Regions from separate parts of the Mus musculus genome. Here region 2 is linked to region 1. A link is a contact called in public promoter capture Hi-C data. All regions are on one chromosome and are shown on one strand. The core of a region is the stretch at or near the end of the contact, and the rest is flanking DNA. Distances in the headings are between cores, read along the strand shown.

Region 1 (6,977 bases), core at 3,830-6,329:
GCTATCGCCTTGCTGTGCCTGGCATTTCTTCTGTATCTATGTTCATCATTCAGGACAAAGGAGCGCTCTGAGAATGCCTTCGACCAAGCAGTGGATTCTGATTGAGCCTTCCAAGCAGCACCTGTCACCCCAGGCTGCCAGAACCCACCAGAGTGACACCACACAGTGTGAGTGAAGTGGCTGCCACCAGGACCTGTCCCGTGCTTAAATGCCAAGGTCATGTGCCTCTCAGCCACTGATTCCTGCCAGAGCACCTCCTGGGAGTCCCTCATCCACCCAGTGGGGACTGCCTTTGCAATCCTCCCTACCTGCTTGCTGATCCACTGGGAATCAAGGAGACACTGGCTGTTGGTGTCAGGGGCTTCACTCTGTCTACTCCAGAGGAAGTTGAGAATATAATTTAATGCAGAAGAATTGACCACGGGCTCGGTTTCCCTTTTCTCTCCCTCCGTGCTCTTCCTAGCAAGCTGCCCATGAAGGCTCCGACTCTGATACTTCACCCCACCCTGTGGCTTTGACCTAGAGTTCCTTTGCAAGACCTTCCTGTATTTTAGTTGAGTCGAGCCCTATCTCAAGTCACTAATGCTTTTTTTTTAGCAATCTCATAAGCATTAAGCTCCCTGACTGGTAGCTAGTAGCATTTAGTGGGGAAGATGATGGCATTTTGAGACAGTTTCATGGAGCCCATGCTAGCTTCCTGCCCACTATGTAGCCAAGAGCAGCCTTGATATCTGTTCTTTTCCTGAGGGCAGGGATTATGGGTTGTGAGGTCCTCGGGGTGGAACCCCAGAGCTTCATGCATTCTAGGCAACTATTTGACCAACCGAGTCACACGCCCAGCCTAAGAAGATTCAGCCTCAAGGACAGATGGCCTATGTCATGTAGGCAGACCTGAAGCACAAAGACACACAGAAGTCCCTAAATACAGAGTCCCTATTCTTATTTTGGAGTGCCCACTTGGAGCTCTGGTCATGAGGTTGCTACTAGGCATGTGTCCTCCTTGTGTAACTGTCTCCCTGCTGTGTCCTCTTGTAAATCACACCCAGTATGGACTGTACTGGGGGGGGGGGCAGTGAGGGGATCTCATTGACCCGGCAGAGCTCCTGCTCAGGGTGCCTTTGGGCTATAAACATGGGGTGTGCTTTTTTCCCCACTGCTCCCACAGGTATACAGGATCCTGTCCAAAGACATCCCTACATTTCTCCCTGCAGAGTTGCTACACATCTTGACTTTGGGAAAAGAGAAGGCAGTCTCAGGAATATTTGCCTCCAAAGTGGGATGGGAAAGGTCTTCAAGTTCAGTAGCTACAAGCTACAAATCAATGCTGTGTCTCATGGCTGTTTGCTGGCTCCATATGGAATAAATTCTTATTTTTATTTTGCAGCGTGTATTTGTTAACTTAAATATGATGCCCTTTCTCCTAAGGACACAAGGTGGTATTTTTAAAAGGAAGAAAGATTCTCACTGTATAGCTTTGTCTCTGCCTCCTCCGGGCTGGGATTCCATGTTTTATTTATTTATTGACTGACATGAGTTCTGGGTCATGAATTCAGCCTTGCATGTTTCTTACTGACTGACTGGCCATCGCCCCAGCCTTTGTTTTGGTTTTGAGAGAAGGTCTTGCAAAAACTCACCAAGATGCATAAGTCAGAAATAAAAATAGGGGTTGGAAAGATGGATCACTGGCTAAGAGTACTGGCTGCTCTTCTATGGGATCTGGGTTCAGTTCCCCGCATAAGTATGGCAGCTCAAAACAGCTTGTGGCTCTTCTAGCCTTCTCCAGCACTGAATGCATGTGCTACACAGCCAGACATGCAAGCAAAATGCCCATAGACATAAAAGTTATGGAATAGATTTTAAATAGAAGTAAAATAAATCTTTAAAAACAAAGTCAAGTATCTTAATTTTACATGCCAATCTCTAGCTCCTAGAAGCCCCACCCACAGCTTTTTCACTTAAAAACAAACAAGCATTGAATAAAACCAGAACATTGTTTGTTTCCTTTAAAAAGAGTGCATGCTGAAGATCATGGCTGAATAACAAGGTGCTAGTTGGAAGGCTGTAGTCATTAGAAAACCAGCTGTGTGCCTCTCTTGCCAAGGCCATGTCTCCTTTGACACGTCTGTGTTTGTCACCCCTGTGAGAAAGCTCTGTCAGATAACCCTCCATCAGCTGGGTCCCTCCTGTCTTATGTATACCACAGGTATCTCAACCCTGCTGGGTCTACACACTGGGAAAGCCACACTTCCCCATATCCATACACTGTCCCAGCTATCCCAACTCTAATGGCCCTTATGGCTGTGCTCCTCCTACGGATACCCAGACCCTACACCATACCCCAAGTGTCTACCATGAAGACACACACAGTCTCACACACACACATACACACATACTGTCTCACACATACTCTAGTACTACACACTCACACACACACACACAGAGCACCCCAGACAAGACCCCTGGCTCTCCACTACAGCTCACACTGAGGTAGTGTTTTTCACACGTTCACACCTAATCTCCAGCTCAGACCTGAAAGCACTGGTACAGTGGTGGGACTGCAAGTGTGTTCCACAACACCCAGCATACAGAGGAAACTCTTAAATGCCATTTCACAGAGGGAAAGAGATAAGAGGTTAATCTAACCAATATCTCAACGCCAGAGAGGGGCCCAGGGAGGAGCTGAGTCAGCTCACTGCAGTGCTGCCCAATCAGGCCTGTCTCACTCCCCACCCCCAGCTCTGGGATTACAAGATAATTCTACCACACCTAGCTGTCTTTCTTTCTTTTTCCTAATGTGGGCTCCAGGAGTTGAACTAGGTTCTCATGGCAAGCTCCTTACCAAGTAGGCCACTTCCCCTACTTGTTTTCTTTTCTTTTTTTTTTTGTTTTATGAGACAGGGTTTCTCTGTGTAGCCCGGGCTGTCTTGGAACACACTCTGTAGACCAGGCTGGCCTCGAACTCAGAGATCTGCCTGCCTCTGCCTCCTGAGTGCTGGGATTAAAGGCGTGTGCCACCACGCCCGGCTCCATACTTTGTTTTCATTTGAGAAAGTTTTGCCATGTGGCCCGGCTGGTGCTTACTATGTATGCCAGGCTAATCTCAAGCTCTTGGCACTTTCTACCCAAGCCTGCTGCGTGCTGGGATTATAGCCATGCACCACTGCACATGGCTTATATGCAATATTTTTACTTGTGAATTTGAGGTTTCATCTAAGGCTTCCTTTCCAAAAAAAAAAAAAAAAATGACCTAATAATAAAAAAAATCAAGGAAATATAAGAGCTGCATGTTTAAGAACAACAGGTGAACTTTTTTCTTTCCCTGAACCACTGTGATTGACTTTAAGTGTATTCATTTTGGTAGTTTGGGGTTTGAATCCTGGTTCCCACGTGCCCCAGGAAAACTCTTCCCTGCTCTGCCACACTCCCGAGTCCACTGCTGGTTGGTTCCTGTCTCATCCCCCAAGCTCCCGGCAGTGAAGCTTTCCAGGACCGAGCTCTCCAGGACCCGCCGGCCGAGTGCATGAGTTGCAGGTGGCAAGGATTCTCCGTCCCTCTTGTCTGGAACATCTTTTCACTGAGCTCTCGGCATCTGTCCTGACTGAGAGCTTTTCCTTGGGATTCCTCACTCAGTACCGCTTCACTCTTCAGCAAAAGCAGACTCGTTAGGATGAGGAATTTATTGAGAGAGGCTGGCAGCTCATAATCTTCTGTTAACTCCTGTTCCAGAGGATGTGATGCCCTCTCCTGGCCTCTGCAGGTACTAAGTTTGTTTGCGCTTGGTGCTCACAAACACCCATACACATAAAATAAAATAAAATAAAATAAAATAAAATAAAATAAAATGTCTGAAATGGGGTTCGTTCAGAGCCACAGAGATGACTAGCAGTTGAATGCTTTCTTGAGTTCTGTTTCCAGCTCATTCATAGCTCTAGCTTTAATGGCCTCCAAGGGGACTATTCCTCCACACACATAAAAGAGTATGTAAAGTGCTTAATGTTGTAAAGGCCTGAATTTGGATCCCCATCACACACATGAAGAGTTAGGAAGAGTTAGGATCGATGGCCTGCAGTGGTCATCCTGGGGAGGTAGAGACAAGTGTGCCCCTGGGGCTCAGTGACCAGCATGCCTATCTGAACTGGCAAACTCTGGGTTCAGTGAGAGGCTGTCTCATAAAGACCGGAAGAAGAGTGACTGAGGAAGGCACCCAGTGTGCTCCTTTGCTCTTGTTTACTTGACACAGCTAGGGTCCTCTGGGAGGAGGGAGCCCCACTTGGAGGAATGCCTCCATAAGAGGCATATCTGTGAAATATATTCCCTTTCCCCCGCCCGCCTCCCCCCACCCCCCGGCCTATTTATTATATGTAAGTACACTGTAGCTGTCTTCAGACACCCCAGAAGAGGGCGTCAGATCTCACTACAGATGGTTGTGAGCCACCATATGATTGTTGGGATTTGAACTCAGGACCTCTGGAAGCGCAGTCAGTGCTCTTAACAGCTGAGTCATCTCTCCAGCCCTGTGTCTTTGGACTTTTAAGACAATGTCTCAGTATGTCTCCTTGGTAGGGGAAGCGGCCTTAAATCCAGATTTGCTTCCGCCTCTGCCTCCCGAGGGCTGGGATTAAGGGCGAGCGCCAGCACCCTCGGCTGTGTCTTAATTATATCCTGTGTATACAGAAGAAAAGGGAAGTGGGCTGGGGACAGACAGTTCATCCTATGAGTCCTTCCTATCCCTAAAGTTCTCAGGAGTGACCGCCCTGTCATGCCAACATTTGGGAGACTGAGGCAGGAGCATTGCTGCGAGCGAGCCTGCTTGGATTATACAGTGTGGAAGGCCTACACTAAAAGGCCTTGTCCCCAAAATCCCAAACCCAAACAAAATAGAAAGGAGAAATTACAACGCCAAGCTCACTGCACGTGTCTGAGGAGAAGCAGTCCATAGAGAGCCGGAACCGCCATGTCATAACCCAGTGAGCATGCGTAAAAGCACGCACGTTTCCCCGTCGACCAATCGGTGGGCACGCTGGACGTCGGGGGCGGGGCTTCTGCCGACACATGCGCACGGCAGGGCGGGCCCTCTCTCTTCTCGCTGAGCGCCGCCAACATGGTGAGTGTGTGTGCCGAGAGCTCCGAGTGCGGCCGTCGCGACGCCCGTCTTCTGCCCCGGGCGGGGGAGCCCCGGCGTGGAGTGGCTCTGCGCGACCCGGCCAGCGCGTGGGGAGGCAGCGGGGCGTGGAACCCAGCCCGCAGGGAGCGCGGCTCGCGTGGACCGCACTACCGGGGCCACGCGTGCGCAGTGGCGGGAGTGGCTGGGCCTGAGGTCCGGGGATGGCGGCGCTGCTGCGGCCTCGGACCTGCCCGGCGGCCTGGCTCCTCATGAGCTCCCTTCAGTTCTTTTTCTCCGGAAAAAGCGAACCGGGGAGTGGTTCAGTGGATTGAACGATGAATTAATTGTATGAGAACTAAAGGAGTATCAAACATGGGTAAGAGCGGATCCAGGGAGCTCGTGTGCTGGGAAAGTGGCCACGGGATACTTGAAGTTAAAAAATGCTGGCTACTAAGTTCAAACTCGTCTCCCAGGGCGGCCCCGAGCCCTGTGTTGCCGGTAAGCAGCGGACTTGGAATATTTAAAGCCAACCCTTGTTTCTTTTCCTGTTTTAGGTGTTCAGGCGTTACGTGGAGGTTGGCCGGGTGGCCTACATTTCCTTCGGGCCCCATGCTGGAAAGCTGGTCGCAATTGTAGATGTCATTGATCAGAACAGGGTACGTGTGGGACGGAGTATTTTACAATCTTTATTTAACGTGGCCGTAAGATCGACAGCACCGTAGATGTTACTCAGGGTAGCTAGAGTGGTCCTTGGGTGGAGTTCTTTAGATTACAGGTTTACCATTGAGGAAACACTGGCCACGGAGTTTGAAGCACTGGGTAGAGTTAGCTCATCTTACAGCACTAATTCACCGGGTAAACGAGGCAGGCAAATGCAGGTGAGTTTAAATGAGGTAACTGAGAAGACTTCAGTGAGCTGGAGGTGCGGCTCTGTTGGTAGAGTGCTTGCTAGAGTCCCTGGATTCTAAAGATAGATGTGGCTCCTGCTACCTCAGGCTCTGGGAGGATAAGGTAGGAGAAGCAGGAGTTTGCCACTAGCCTGGGCTGCTTGACCTTGTCTGAAAATACCACAGTGGAGGCTTTTAGGATACTGGGTTCACAAACGTGCATTTTCTTCATTTGAATGGTAATGTACATTTCGTCCAGAAAGGGCTAGAAATTACGTAGAGGTTACAGCCATCTTGAACTTTAGATGCCTGTCTGAGGTCCTTGATTTTGTATCCTAGGCTTTAGTGGATGGACCCTGTACTCGGGTGAGGAGGCAGGCCATGCCCTTCAAATGCATGCAGCTCACTGACTTCATCCTCAAGTTCCCACACAGGTAACACCTTGTTCTAAGTTGCTTTTCAGTTTGGTGCCACAGTCTATATATACACGGATAATACAGATGGTTTGGAGCCAACCAAGGAAAGGGGCCTATATCTAACAAACAGACTTACTGACTTAAAATTGCCCAGGTCGTTTTGCCATTATGAAGTTCCTGTTTGGGTCCCGTGTCTCCCCCCCCCCCACACACACACACACACAATAAGTTCCGTGAAAATGTCTGCTCTCATATATCCAAATTGGCCCCAAATTTGCAGTCTTCTGGTCTGAGTCACCTTAGTGATGGGGTTTGTTGTGTTTTAGAGGGGTGCAGATTAAGACTGTCCTGCAGCACTGTGTGGTTGTCATCAGCAATGATTGGTACAATGAAGCACCTGCTGTAATGAGCCACCACAGAGTGGATTTAACCTGGGTGGTCTCTGAGACAGATGCCAACTGAGGGGTGCTGGTGGAGTGGTTATGGTCACCATGTACCGGAGTGACTACAGGTGAATCTAGGGTTCACCGAAGCGCAGAAGTTTTTAGTGGTTAAGAAACTTAGCCAAGT
Region 2 (6,375 bases), core at 922-3,421, 2.4 Mb after region 1:
TATTTTAGGATATACCTGTTTTGGCAGCCTTTATTTCTGCTTTAATTTTCATGACCTCTTCAGCTGTTAGGTCTCCCTTTTTTAAAACCACTACTTGAGGCTGTTCATCTTCTTTGTCACTGTGATTGCCATCTTCATCTGGGAGCTGAGGCTGGATTTTCTACAGAAAATGTTTGATAATCTTTAACCAAACACTGCCATTGTGAGCAACTGTAATTTTTAAAGTGAAGTGGGCTGGGCAGTGGTTGTGTATACCTTTAATCCTAGCACTCAGGAGGCAGAGGCAGACCGATCTCTGTGAGTTTGAGGCCAGCCTGGTCTACACAGTGATTTCCAGGCCAGCCAAGACTACAAAGAGAAACCCTGTCTTGATAACAAAACAAACAAACAAGCAAAACTAGAACAAAAGCAAAATGGATAATGATCCTTGAAATGAATAGAAGATAAAATTTTAATTAAAAATAAACTCCAAAGAGTTTATTTTTACTATACCAGAAAACAGAAACTGGGAAACTTCTCCAGTGGGATTAATTTCTATCTAGACTATTGAAGGCAGTGCCACATCATCTTGCTTCCTCTTTTCTAATCAATATTTTTCATCCCTGTCTTGTCTGGATTTGATAAAACAACAACAACAAAAACCAACAAAACACCAACAACCTGACTTTACCATCCAAGCCACAAAAGTACAGAAAATAACAGGAAAATTATATTTTCCCCTACCTCTGCTCATTTGATATACTAACAGCTTCAGTTTTGTAGATATCTTTGTTTGTTTTTCAAGACAGGGTTTCCTCTGTTTAGCCTTCATTGCCCTGCAACTCCATTTGTAGATCAGGCTGGTCTGGAAGTCAGAGATCTGCCTGCTTCTTCATTCTGAGTTCTAGGATTCAAAGACATGTGCCACCACTGCCCAGCAGATACTATTAGCTGCTATTCAAGGACACACAAATAGTTATATAAAAGGTTTTGTACATAAACAATACTGTACATAATTGTTTAACTTTTGAAATTTATCAAACAGAAACCTAGTACTCACTGTACAAATGTAACAATTATATTTTGTCAGCTAAGTCAAAACATTTCTACTTTTTAACTAAGAAAGGTTTTGCATACTTTGAGATAAATACAGAATTATCTCATTTTTCAAGCAACTGTCTAATATTTAATTTTGGGCAGTCATCTTATGGGGAATACCCTGCATGACTTGGCCTTTGCCCACTACTATATTTTATCCCATGTAACTTTCACAGCTTCTAAGAGTCTAGACAACTAAGTTTGAGTACTCAACTGTCCATTATGTCTGTCTTTTTTTCTCAAACTGTGTCTAGGATGCTCCAGGCCATCTCTTACATAGCTAGCCCTCAAAACTAAAGAATCCCTAGATGCGCTTTTGAACACAACTGCATGTCCTCTTGTTTGACCTGTGCATAGCTTCTCGGCAGCAAGAACGCATTGTGTTTTCAATGTTACCTTCATTAGACAACCCCCTTTGAGAAGTACTGTTTCATTTCCCTATCTTGAGACACACAGCTTGGTAAACAGCAGGGGTTCTACTAGTCCTGGCTGATTCCTTCAAAGACTCCTGATTCGAGTCGTTTAATCAAGTGGCTTCGGTCTCCTTATCTGAAAAAGGGGACGACGCTGTCAATCACCTTGCTCAGGTAAAGTGAGATCCGCAAGTAAGAAAGGACAGAAAAGCTGTCTAGACTAGCTACTAGGGCTAGGTCGTTTTCAAGAATAGCACCCTGCAAGTAAGAATTCCTGGACCCGAGAGGCCAGACCTGGGGTCCGGCTGGTCGCGAGTGAGGGACCTGTCAGTTACGTCGGCACCGAGGAGCCGGAAGTGGGGTGGAGATAGAGGGTCTGACTCGGGGCGACTCCCGCGGCCTCACCTTGGTCTCTACGGTGGGCCCCTCCTTGTAGCCGACTCTCTCTTTGAAGCGGGACAGGAAGGCGGGCTCTGCGGGCCGCACATAGGACACTTGGTTCCGCTTGCTCATGGTAGTTCTGGTTCTGACCAACAATAAATAGCACTCGGCAGACTTGGCAGGGTACAAAGTGTCTGTCGCCCGCGCGGACTTCTGACGTAGACCGTGTTAGTGACGCCATCCGACCACGCCCAGGAGGCGTGGTCCGTTGGGGCGCCAAATTCAAATCTGCGGCCATCTTGAAGGGAGGATTCTGGTGGTCCTGGCGTAAGCGAATCTCGGACGGGGTCGCCATGGCCCCCGGCTGCAAATGTAAGTTGCGAGCCTGCCTGGTGAACTCATCGCCGCTGGCAGATGCCGGTGCTACGGGGCGTCACCTCTTAGGGCGCCCCGCGAGGGCGACGACGGCACACGCAGTGGGAACCCGAGTTCCTCACGGAGCGCGGGCGTCCCGCCTCGGCCACCCTACACCCGAGCGCTCTTCTCTGTGCATGGGACCCTGCTGTTTCCTTGCTGGCTTCTGGTGTCCTGAGGGCGGCCCTTGCGCTGCACTTGATGCTTGATTACCTATTTCTGCCTTTTTTGAAGGGAAGGGATTTGTGTTCCCTTCGGTGGCCTACCCTCAGAGGAGGGAACTTTAAAGCGAATTGCAACGGTCCCTTTACAACAGTTCCCATTCTTCATGCAAGACTTCATGAGTTCCTGAAACCAGAACTGTATCTTAGTACAGAACCCTATAGATAATGTGCTCTGTAAACTAAGTGTACTAAGATTAGCTAATACTAAAATACCTCAATTATAGTAATAGACAGTAATAGTTATTTGAAAGTAGTCTTTGCCTCAATTATAGTAATAGACAGTAATAGTTATTTGAAAGTAGTCTTTGACATAGTGTCTTATTATACCGGTCTTTTATCCTATGAGATTCTACGGTGTCTACTTGCTGAGAGAAATTCTGTAGACAGTATGACAGAGTTAGTATCCAAAAGTCACTTGAACACAAGCATTGTGATATAGCCACTTGATCTAATAACAAATGGCTGAGACTGTTAGGAGAGTAGTGTTTATAGTACCTGGCTAAAAAGAGTTGTGTAGCATGAGGCTTTATATTGAGACCTTGTTTAAAAAAAAAAAAAAAAAAAGGCTTAGAAATTGTTTCATTCTGAATTTTCTATTTAGTTGTTTTAGATTGTGATTGATGGCTGAGGAAAAAAACATAGAAAAAAGAAGTGCAGATTATGAGTAGACTAATATATATATTAATCTGTTTTCATCACAAAGAGATTGATTTAATCCCCCACTTCCAACGTATATGAGTGCCACCTCTTATATTGCCTATTATCTTTCTTAAATTATTTTTAATTATTGGTGTGTATGTGAGTGCACATGCATGTGTATATGTGTGCACAGCTGCGAGTGTAGTTTGTGTGTAGGTTGCTTGTGTGGGTGAAGATGGCCGTGGAGTGGTTGGATACTCTAGAGCTAGCATTATGAGTGGTTGTGAGCTTCTGAATATGGGTGCTGGCATGTGTGGTTTTTTTTTTTTTCCTTTGTTTTTCGGCTGATTATAAGATTTGAGAATAAAATGAGATACTTGAGAAAATTGTGAAATTATACATTTGAAATTTACAATAGTGTTCATGTTTGTAGCTCTTTGTCAATTGTTATTGTTTCCTGATGAATTGTTTTAGTAACCCTTTAAGTCTATTACACTGATATTTGAACAGCTCTGTGTGATCTTTTCCTCTATTTAAAGTAGCCTGTCTCCTCTACCTCTTCAGCAGTAAGAGAATTTAAGCGTACAAACTAGTACATGATAGAGCTTAAATTCTTTTTAAAATCTAGGCTCGTCTTAAGGTTTCTGTGAAGCCAGACAGGGCCTGGAGCTTCTGATCCTCAGGATTTCACCTCCCAAGTGCTAGGACAGCGATAGCCTTGTAGTCAGTCAGTAACTCCTTCGGCCTCAGCCAGTCTTCTGATTTCTACCCTCACCGATTAGTTTTACCTATTCTTGAAGCTCATGAGCATGGTACATATATTCTTTTTCTTGTTGTAGTAACTGTCCTGACACTTTGTGCCTGTGGGCACATGATAGGCAGCAGCAGCTATCACTGCTGTTTAGTGTTGTACTAGGTAAGCATGTTACAACTTGTTCTCCTTTTGATTGCCCTTTAGTTCACTCTTTTTTTTTTTTGAACTTGGGTTTCTAAGTTGAATTATCATGAGTAAAACACCTATGAATAGTGTTTAACATGTTTCTAGGCAGACACAAAAATGACCTCAAAGTTGAAAAAGATGTACAGTGAATGTATACAGAGGATTTCCTTGTAAAGCCACAACTTTATGATAGCCTCATAATAAGACTTTATACTTTAACCTTGGGTCAACAGATAGTATAGTGAGGTGGCTGATGGTAGGAAATAAGAATTCCAGAATGCCTGTGTTCAAGTCCTAGCATTTCTCAATACATCTTTTCAGGTTTCAGGAATTATACCAGAGCTGCCTACTTCTCTGAAGTTTGTTTGCTTGTTTGTTTGTTTTTTAAGACAAAATCTCTGCATAGTTTCCGACATCCTGGTACTTGGTTTATAAACCAGACTGACCTCTAACTCTGAGATCCTCCTTCCTCTGCCTCTGAGGTGGTCAGTTTCAAGCCATGCACCAGAGGCCTCTTCCCTGAAACTCTTCACTGTTGGGGTGGAGGGTTAAACGTTTTCTTTCGTGACTCTTTGTAACTCAACACAAACATGTACACACATGCCTATTTGTTGGGGTAACATGTTTTGTATACTGTGAAGGCATGTCCTGTCTCTCCTTTCCTGCCTAGCTCTAGGACATCATCAGCTCTTTATTAAAGCCAACCAGTGAACGCCTTAGGTTAAGTGAGGAAGGGCAGAGACATACCTTTCACAGCATACAAAACATTATCCCAGCTTCTCCCCCTTTAACATCTGATCACTTAAGGAGGTCTCTGCAGATCCAGAGTGGGTTCTCTTCCTGCACTTCTCCAGTTTTCGTCCCACGGAATCTAGCTGCATTTACTTTTCCAAACTCTGAACCATTTCTCCTCAGCTCAGCCAGATAAGCAAGCTCTCTGTGGACTCTCCACCTTTACTGTGCCTTGTGATCCAGAGTCACTTTACTTTGTTGTCTGTTGTCCAGTGTTGAGGACTTGTTGCATATTTTTGGTCCAGTTTCCTAGTTACTTAAGTAAATCCAGTTTTTGCTACTCCATCATGGCTGACTGATGATTGATTGAAATCAATTTGAAATTGAAATAAAATAGAAACCAAATTGAAATTGATTGAACTCCTTCTGTTCATAAGGACAAGCAACAAGATGATCTGAGATTTCAGCTGTCATAACACGAACTGATATATATATATATATATATATATATATATATATACACACACACACACACACACACATACTGTCTCTTTGTCACCAACATTTGAGAGGACTGTGAAAGGTGCTGTAGGGCTGTGGGGCGGGGTGGTTTGGTAGGCTTGTTTGTTTTCTACTTCACAGGTGTTGGGTTAAGGTATAGGTGGAAGTATAATCTCCAGAAATCAAGTTCTGTGATAACATTTTGCTTTTAATTTTTGTGTGAACAGAACAGAATCCTTATTGTCCTAGTCTCGATCATCAGAGATTTTTGTGTGCTTACTATGAATCAGGTACTTTAGGTATGCTTTATAAAGCAGAAGAATAATGCTTATTATGATAGCCAAGAAAGGGCACTGAGAGAGATACTGTGCATGAGGCGGGGTAGCAGAGAGGCTGGCAGTTTGTGTCTGTGGGCTCCACATCTGCTCATCAGTACACAGGAAATATTCAGGACAAAATACATCCATCTGTATAGAATATGTACAGAATTGTTTTCTAGTCATTCTCTAAATAATACAACTGAGTACTTCGTAACATTTATACCATATTAGGTATTATAAGTAATCTGAAATTTTTTTTTTTTTTTTTTTTTTTTTTGGTTTTTCAAGACAGGGTTTCTCTGTGTAGTCCTGGCTGTCCTGGAACTCACTTTGTAGACCAGACTGGCCTCGAACTCAGAAATCTGAACTCAGAAATCTGCCTGTCTCTGCCTGCTGAGTGCTGGGATTAAAGGTGTGTGCCACCACTGCCCAGCTTTGGAGATCTTTTAACATATACAAGAGGATGTTTATGGAATGACAACCATTTTAAACATCCACAGAATTGTTAGGTATCTGGAGTCATGAAGTAAATCTGTTGCTAACAAAGGATTATATATGCTATTACATAGTGTGGTTGGGGAATGCCTTATTTAGAAGATAATATTTGAGGGCTGGAAAGATGGCTTTATTTGATTAAAACACTTACCACCTAGCCTGATTACCTGAGTTCCATGCCCAGGACCCACATAGTAGAAGAAAAGAATGGACTCCTGTCACTTGTCCTCTGACCCTCT

The links. Promoter capture Hi-C pulls out the DNA fragments that hold promoters and counts their contacts.
Region 2: a contact with region 1 is called in a promoter capture Hi-C map of liver, with 4 times the contacts expected there. The contact joins the promoter of Kif15 here to the promoter of Rpl14 in region 1. A contact is called at or near these places in 2 of 39 promoter capture datasets (liver and pre-B cells).

The regions. Positions count from the first base shown.
Region 1 is chr9:120,566,438-120,573,414 of GRCm38.p6, forward strand. Rpl14 (ribosomal protein L14) reads left to right here and starts at 5,080. Exons shown (of 6, transcript NM_025974.2): 1 at 5,080-5,104; 2 at 5,659-5,760; 3 at 6,331-6,425. The coding sequence starts at 5,102. Entpd3 (ectonucleoside triphosphate diphosphohydrolase 3) reads left to right here. Exons shown (of 11, transcript NM_178676.5): 11 at 1-1,890. The coding sequence ends at 105.
Region 2 is chr9:122,948,910-122,955,284 of GRCm38.p6, forward strand. It overlaps Kif15 (kinesin family member 15), which reads left to right and starts at 2,172. Exons shown (of 35, transcript NM_010620.1): 1 at 2,172-2,243. The coding sequence starts at 2,225. 1110059G10Rik (RIKEN cDNA 1110059G10 gene) reads right to left here and starts at 2,091. Exons shown (of 3, transcript NM_025419.4): 1 at 1,896-2,091; 2 at 16-160. The coding sequence starts at 2,003.